Linked DNA regions of Sus scrofa: region 1 is linked to region 2. A link is a contact called in public Hi-C data. All regions are on one chromosome and are shown on one strand. The core of a region is the stretch at or near the end of the contact, and the rest is flanking DNA. Distances in the headings are between cores, read along the strand shown. Region 1 overlaps IKZF1 (DNA-binding protein Ikaros). Region 2 holds the start of IKZF1 (DNA-binding protein Ikaros).

Region 1 (3,823 bases), core at 328-2,827, 50 kb before region 2:
TCAGGAAGCTGGGTCAAGTAAGCGTGAATACCCTGCCTTTTCGAGGTCTTCGCTTTAGGAGCTCTTCGAAGTTGTCCCCTTCCTTTCTTCTCTCCCCCCGGCCTCCCCCCTCCTGATTTCCTGACCCTACAAACGCCAGGTGTGTTAGCCCATCAGCCTTCACAGAAAGATCTGGAACGTTACTCTGAGCACGGGTCCAGGGCCTGGAGGTGGGTTTGGAAAAGGAAGTCCTGCCTGGCCTCCCTCTGCCTCTGAGATGCTCTGGCCCCGAGAGAGTCACCCAGCCTTGGGCCTGGGTCTCCTCTGATGGGACACCGGCCTGAGGCTCCAGACCCTTGGAGGTGAGGGGCACAGACGCCCGCAGCCCGCTCGGGGACACCTCATCACTCAGCAGGCCGGGTTCCTGGCACTTGGTCACCGTCTCATGTCTCTTGGGAAGAACCTGAAACGTCAGTTTTCCTAGTAGATCTCATCTGTTTCCTAGGAGCCGGGTCCAGAAAGAGCCCTGTCCTTCCCTTAGGCAACAGTTCTTGGAAATAAGGAAGGTTCCTCCTCCCCTCTGTCCCCTGTCCCGGCTTTGTGATTCAACACTGTTTACTGAGAAACGTGAAAAGGACCCATCTGGGTCATGCGTTCTTCCCACTGAAAACCCAAAAGCCACACCAGGCACGGCCCATCCAGGGCAAGGCTGCTGGGTCCCAACCGCCCCTCCCCTCTCTGTGGGACTCTTTAAAGAGAGACACACAGGGCTCAGACAGGGGCCGCCCGACCTGCCCAAGGTCACCCACTGGATGGGGAGGGGCCAGCTCTGGACCCCCGCTCTCTCCCCAGATGTGCACTTTGCATGGCTCAGCCGGGTCTGCCCGTTGGCCTCCGCAGATGCCCTTCTGGTGGGAAAGCTGAGTAAAACACAGGCCGGAGGCCGGAGGGCTACCACGCTGGGAACTGCTGAAGCCTCCTCCTGGGGGTCTTGGCAGGTGCACCCGGCCTCAAACCCCCGGGGCGAGCAGTGATTGTGTCTGTGCACTGGGCCCTGGGTGAGCCTCGGCTCTGCGCTTGGGGCCTTGAGGGTGTGGGTGCAAAGCCCGAGGGAGGGGGTGCGGTCTCAGGAGGGCGGGGGAGCCCCTGCCCAGGGCCAGCACAGGGGGTCCCTGTGGGAGCCGGAGGGGGAGGGAGCGGAGCTGGGCCTCCCGGGGACGGTGTGCAGGACGAGAGGCAGGGAGATGGATTCCCAGGGACACGTGGGCGCATGCGTGGTGGGTGGTCAGAGAGAGGGATGGACCCGGGTTCTAGAGGCTTCCAAGAGCTGCGAGGAGGCGCCGGGGCCACAGGGCGTCGTAGAGGTCCCTGCTCAGGGCCCCCGGGTGGAGACAGGGAAGCTGGGAGCCAGCGGGGGCCAGGGGCGGAGGATCAACAGGCTCCCGCAGCAGAAAGGCAGCCACGGCCTCTGCCTGGGCCGGTGCTGGCCCCGGGCCCCCCCCACCGGCTGCACACGACGAGCATCCGCGCCGCCCCAGCGCTTCTGCCCTTGCCCCCGGGACCCGCCGCACGGCCTGGCCTCCAGAGGCAGGCACGACGGCAGGGTTGTGACACTGAGCTGTGTGTCGTATTTTAACTGAGTTTCCACATCCTCCTGCCTGTATTGTAAAAGCCCTCGAAGAGGAACAAGGGCGAATAATGAAATATAGGAATCAGGGAAAGAGGAAGCCCGGGGACAGCGGCCCAACCGAAACGCAGAGATGTGTGGAGAAGTGACAGTGGGGAAGCCAGGACCAGGAATGGCAGGTGGGGCGGCCAGCAGTGTGTGCCCTCACCCCCCCCCCAGACACACAGACACACACACCCCAAACACACACACACATCCCTACCCCCCCCACAAAATACACACACACAGACACATGGCCCACATACACATGGAGACACATCCCAAACACACACACACACACACACACACCCTCACACACACCAAACGCACAGACATACGGCCCACATACACACACACACAGAGACACACTCCAAACACACACACACACACACACAAACACCAAACACAGACACACAGACACATAGCACCCCCACAGACTCACCCCAAACACACACACACAGATACACAGACACACACACAGCCCCCCCACAGATACAGACACACACACACAGACACCCCCCCAAAACACACACAGAGACATACAAAGAGACACCCCCCGAATACACACAGACACATGCACAGACGCCCCCAAACACACAGAGACACCTTCAAACACACACACACAGACACACCCCCTAAACATACACACACACACACACACACAAGACACACACACAGACACACATATACCGCCAAACATACACAAACACACCCCCAAACACACATAGATACACATGGACATACCCCCCAAACACATAGATACACATCCCCAAACACACATACAGCCACACAAAACCCCCAAACTCACATGAACACACACACAACACACTCGCATACTTACACACACACTCACACACATCCAGACCCAAATATCCAGACACACACCCATACACATACATGAACAGACTCATACACATACACACGTATACGTACACACAGACATACACAGACATACATACACACGGATCCACAAAACACACCCCCCCCACACACACATACACCCCCATACACGCATATACTCACACACACTCAGACACAGTCACACACAGGTACAGACGCACGTGCTCATACACACACACGCTCACACTCTCACAGACGCTCACACCCTTTTGTGCACTAAGTCAAACCTGTCAAGAGAGCAATCTCCTAGTTCTTAGCCCTGGAGAGAGAGTCTCAGGCCCGCCCAGCACCCGGGGCTGGAGGATGCAGGCCGAGGGCGCGGGCACATCTGCCCTGAAGGGTCTGAGACCCAGAAACTCCCAGTGAGTCTACGAAACCACCCGTGATTCTTCCCCTGTACGTAAAAAGCCAGCGTGAAAACATGCGGAATTTCCTTGCATCATAATCACGGCGCTGACTTTAGAGCAGAGACCTCAAAGCGGACCCAGAGGGACCGAGGGCGGCGGTCTGCTCGGGCGGCGCTGTGGGACCTCTAAGCGCCGTTCGAAAACGCAGACCAGGCAGAGAGGGAGAAGCAGGAGATCGAGGGACGAAGGAGCAAGCAAGTGCAAAGGAACCCGCTGGCGGCGCGCTCTGCTGGTGGAGATAACCCGGCCTGGGCTCGGCGTCCGAACATCCCCACCGGAGGAGCTTGGACGTGCTTAGAAGAACCCCTTATCTAGCGTCTCCACAGCTCCGGACCAAGGGGCGACGGGCTCCGGGGACCGCCCTCCGGCCTCCACGGCCTCCAACTCGGATGGAAAGCAGCCTCCCAGGCGCAGGTCTTCAAATGCATGCGCCCTCTGCCCGCCTCCCTCTCCAAGAACGCTGTCTGTTTGTATGGAAACTGCTGGTTATCTCTGGAGCAGCATCTGAGCAGCAGCTCCCAGGACGGGTCCTTTCAAGCTCCTCTCTGCAAGCACACACGCCGAACGGCCACAGATCTACAACAAGGGACACTGTGTCCTGAGTGGCGAACCTTCAGCGCATGCGCATCACGGCCCCCTGCCCGGGCTGCCTGGGGGGCAGGGGGATCAGGAGGGCGCTGTCCTGTGGGCCACCCTCCTGTCCGGCTGTCCAGCCACCCAGCTGGGGGTCGGTCGTGCTGAACCATGCCTCACACCCTCGCCTCTTTGTCACTGCCCACGGCTGCCGTGACCCTGGAGGAGTTTCTACGTCATGTGAGTCTCTATTTGGGGCGGAGGGATCCTGCAAGGTTCAGCCTTTCCCCTGAGACGC
Region 2 (4,272 bases), core at 341-2,840:
CTGCATGTGAAAGCTCTGCCTGATGAGACCCGGGCGCGCGGGGACCCTTTCTGCTCCCCAGATGCCACACGTCGTGCCTCCACACGAGACGAAAAAACAATCACACCTCCACGAGAGCTCTCGGGAAGCACCAAAGACCCTTGACCAATTTTCAAACACATTTCAAATACAGTCGCAAGTAACCTCACTCCTTTTCACAGAGGGGTTTCGTAACCTGAGAGCCAAAACTGCGGTCAGCAAAAGTCCTACCAACTTCTCAAACCGGGATAATTCCTATTTTGCAGAAAGCAAGTTCGGACTCGATCTAATTATTTTCCAGTATAAGCAAAACGCTCTCACGTCAAAAGTAAGACAAGCCAGCTCTGTATGAATGACTTTACAAAGGCTGACTTCCGTGATCTCACTATATAAGCGCATATCGATTTAAACAGGACCAACAGCTACAACGTCCTCTGCACAGAGGCAGCCGGACAGCTCAGAAGTGCCCCGCGGCCGGCCTGGTCCTGCACCTGTGGGCACAGCGCGACGTGGCCCAGGCTTTGGCAAGTCCACGCTATCTCTGTCCCCAGAAAGGAGAGGCTGATCCGAGCGAAATCAGGAGTTACAAATTGGACCGTCCCGTCTTTTGCTTTCTTTCCCCTTCTCTCTCTTTCTTTGAATCCAAGTTTTCCGATGGAAATTCAATTTGAAAACACTCACGTGGATTTGTGCCTCGCACTTTGAGGGGGGTCCAAGATTGATCCTCGGGCGCGAAGAACACCCTCTGAGCCTGGCTCGCCGGTCGGCCGCCTTGCCGCGGCCAAGCGTCCGGCCCGGGCTCGGCTGCGCTCCGCCGGGACCCAGGGACCTTCGCCGCAGTGGCCGCCCTGGGCGCGGGCCGCGCAGGCACTTGTTAGAGCGCCCGGCTAACTCGGCCGCCCAGCTCTTCCCAGCTTTCTTTCACAATGACTTCCTGAAGTTGCTCACTCGCATTGTTCCCCATTTCTCCGCCGCGCTCCCCACCCCCCGCCCGCTGCGCCCAGCCGGCGCTTTCGCACTCGCAGCCGGCGGCCGTCCCGCGCGCACAGCGCCGCCCACGGGCCGCGCACCTGGGTCCCCGCGCCGCGCCCCCGCGGCCAGCGCTCCGCCACCTGCGGCCGCCCGCCCCGAGCGCCGGGGACCCGAGCGCGCGCCCGCCGCCCGCGCTGCGCAAAGTTTGGGGCTGCGCGCCACGCGGGTCCCGGCGCCACCTGCTCCGCCGCCGCGTCGCCCGGCGCACACGCTCCAGCCCGCGGCGGGCTCGCCGCTCCCAGCGCCTGGCGGGACCAGCGCGGGGCTTGGACAGGGACTGGGGCCGGGCGGGGACTCGGAGCGGGGCTTGGAGAGGGACGGAGAGCGAGGCGCGCCGCCCCCGCCGCCGGTCGCCCGCTCGCGCCGCGGCGTCCCGACCGCAACTCCGGGGCCGCGCGCACAAACTTTGCCGCCACGCGGGGCTGGACCCCGGCCCCCGCGGGCCCCCGGGACGGCGGCGGGCGCGGGCCGTACCTGCTGGCGCCGCTGCCGGCTGCAGCCCGCTCCCCCGCGCCGGGCCCGCAGGGCGCGCCGCCGCCACCCCCGCGCGCAGCGCGCCCCGGCCCTCCCCTCCCCGCCGCGCTTCCTCATTCCAGCGCCGCATCGCGCCCGCGGCTCCGCGCGGCCACTGGTGGCCGGCGCTCAGGCGTCCCGGGCCGGGCGGTGGATCTGCCACCGCGCAGCGGGACCTGCGCTTAACCCTTGGCGGCCCGGCGCGGACCACGCTTGCGAGGCCGCCGGAACGGCGGCGCACTCCCGGGGACCCTCAACCCTGTGTCCCGGGCCGCTCGACGGGGCACCCGTCGGGCGGACTCAGGGTCCTGTGAAGCACTTTCCCCAGCGTCTAGGGACGTCCTCCGCCCTCCAGGCCTCGCTTCCTTCGAACTGGGACCACCAGGCTCCCAGATCCTGGCTGAGACCCCGGATTACGAGTGCCCAGCCGAGAGGGGTGGGAAAAGTTGATCCTCCGCAAGTGAGGGGAAGGTACAGTTCACTTCCCAGACAGCCAATGGAATACCTCCCGTCTCTTCCCTCCCACCTGCTCCGGCAGAAGTTGGGATCGCGCCTTCCCTCTCGGCCCAGGCGCGCACGCGGGTGGAAAGGGCGGCGGCGGCGGCACGCCGGGCAAACCTGCAGCCCCGCGCCAGGCTCTTTGCGCCTCAGCCTCTCCCTCCGTGAGGCCCGAAGCGCGAGTGGAAGGCGCTGTGGATGAATTCAAAGGGCAGGGCGGCCTCTGACAGCGCACCTCTTCGCGCTCCGCCAGGAATCCATCACTGTGATTAAGCGGGCCCCACCCGAGCAGGAGCCGGCGACAGTGTTCAATAGGAGCAGAAGAGCAAGAGTCAGGAATTCTACAGATTCGTCCTGAGCCCCCGCAGGCGACAGAGGAGGGACTGAGTTGCAGGAGGCAAAGCCCTTGCTCTTCAAGTCTTGCACCAGGCGCAGGGAGGGCGCAGACATATGCCTCCGCGCCCCTCTGAGCAGGACAGACCCGATTGTGCTGGGAAGAGTGAGGAAGGGCGCTGGGGACCTCGAGGGGGGAGGCAGTTCAGGTCTTTCGAGGGGAGAGAAGTGTCTGCTGGGGAGAAGGGACAGGCAGCTGGGTGTGGCCAGGAAAGGCTGTGGCCTAAGGAGGAGACTGGTGGCAGGACCAGTACCCCGTCGACAGGCTGCTCCTCTGCCATTCCTGGGAAAAGTCTCTTCTCCGCTCCATGAGCTACAAACAGCACCTGCCAAATTCTTCCTGGGCCACTGAAGCCAGTGGCTACCATGCGTCCTGAAAGTCTGTGGGCGCCACTTAACTCCCTGCTTAAAGCCCAGAGGAGGCAGGTCTAGTAAAAGGATCATCATGGACTCAACTCCCAGTCCTTCCCTCACCTGTGACCTGGGCCACGTTATGGAACCTCTCTGAACCCCCATCATCTTTATCTGCAAAAGGAGTGAGTGCCACTTCACCCTAAAGATGGTCAAGGCTAAATGAGGCAGTGAACACAGGGCACAAGGCCCAAAGGGAGGCTGACAGCCAGGGTCACAGCACACCTCGAATACTTGGAAGAATGCCGCACCCTCAGCCCCAAAGGCTTGGCTCTTTCAATGTGGTGCATGGGCCCCAGGAGTGTGAGTCCAGGACTCCGACGACCTCATCCAGCCAAGGCAAAGCCTCCTGGGGCAGAAGAGCATGAGGCCAGGAGCCCAAACCATTTGGGCTGTGTGGTCTTGATTTCCGAGATGCTTAACCTCTCTATGCCTCAGTTTCCCCATCTATAAATCGATGGTAATGATAAAAGTTACCTTACACGATTGTTGGTGGATAAAGTAGATCCCATGTGGAAGCTCTTGCGGTATGCCTAGCAGAGCAGAGGGCTCAGTGAGTAGTGATTATTATTTAGTATTAATCACACTATGATTAACCCAGCCTCTTATTGAGACGGGGAGCAAGCTGAGAAGAAGTAGGCTCATGTCCTGCTCCAAACAGATGGGGCAGAAGGAACTCCTTTTGTAACCTGGGTCTGCGGACAGACTCTATGGGGCCAGAGGGGACACTTCTATCAGAAGTTAAAGCTATTTAAGTTCCTGCTGTAGCACAGTGAGTGAAGAACCTGGCTGCAGAGACTCAGGTTGCTGTGGAGGTGAGGGTTCGATCCCTGATCTGGTGCAGTGGCTTAAAGGTGCTGCTGAAGCTACGCAGGTCGCAGCTGAGGCCCAGATTCAATCCGGGAACTTCCATATGCCATGGGTGCAGCCATAAAAAAAAATCGAAAGAACCTGAAGCCACTAGAAACAACAATAAATGCACATTGGCGGATCTATATAAGGGTAGAGGTAACAAAAACCAGGATTATTATGAGACTATTTGAAACCATGTCTGCGGAACTTTTGAAAATGGTGGAGCATTGTGAAATTTAAAGAATCATTCAATACAAAATAAGTTTAAAATGATAATTTTTTTAAAGCACATTGGAGGAGAACACATACCTGTGGAAATTAAAGCAGGTGTGCTCCTTCAAAAAATGATAGGTCTCAAGTCATTTGGTGTCTTTAGGAGAATGCGTACATAGCTGTTTCCGTAGTGCTAGGGTGTTGACAATCGCTTAGAGTATTCTGACAATAATTGCTTCATTCCAATCTTTTTTTTTCTTTTGGGATGATCATATCAAAAGAATAGAGAACACCTATAGAATTAATCAAAATCTACTAATTCAGAGCTTACCGTAATGAGGG

What was found. A called contact is a pair of places that touch in the nucleus more often than the background predicts.
Region 1: a contact with region 2 is called in a Hi-C map of fetal liver, with 2.0 times the contacts expected there. The contact joins the enhancer-like site here to the promoter of IKZF1 in region 2. A contact is called at or near these places in 1 of 5 promoter capture datasets (fetal liver), 8 of 47 Hi-C or Micro-C datasets (alveolar macrophages, blood, fetal liver and 1 more) and 1 of 2 datasets of contacts at active chromatin or transcription factors (alveolar macrophages).

Annotation. Positions count from the first base shown.
Region 1 is chr9:136,420,140-136,423,962 of Sscrofa11.1, reverse strand. All of the region lies in intron 3 of IKZF1 (DNA-binding protein Ikaros), which reads right to left. Among named protein-coding and RNA genes, the nearest start is that of IKZF1, 50 kb to the right of the region's middle. Within about 2 kb of position 1,577, at least 11 of the 83 cell types and tissues checked have an H3K27ac peak or open chromatin away from gene starts, as enhancers often do. A contact at or near this core is called in alveolar macrophages and fetal liver, where this site is marked.
Region 2 is chr9:136,369,520-136,373,791 of Sscrofa11.1, reverse strand. IKZF1 (DNA-binding protein Ikaros) reads right to left here and starts at 1,590. Exons shown (of 9, transcript XM_021063913.1): 1 at 1,525-1,590.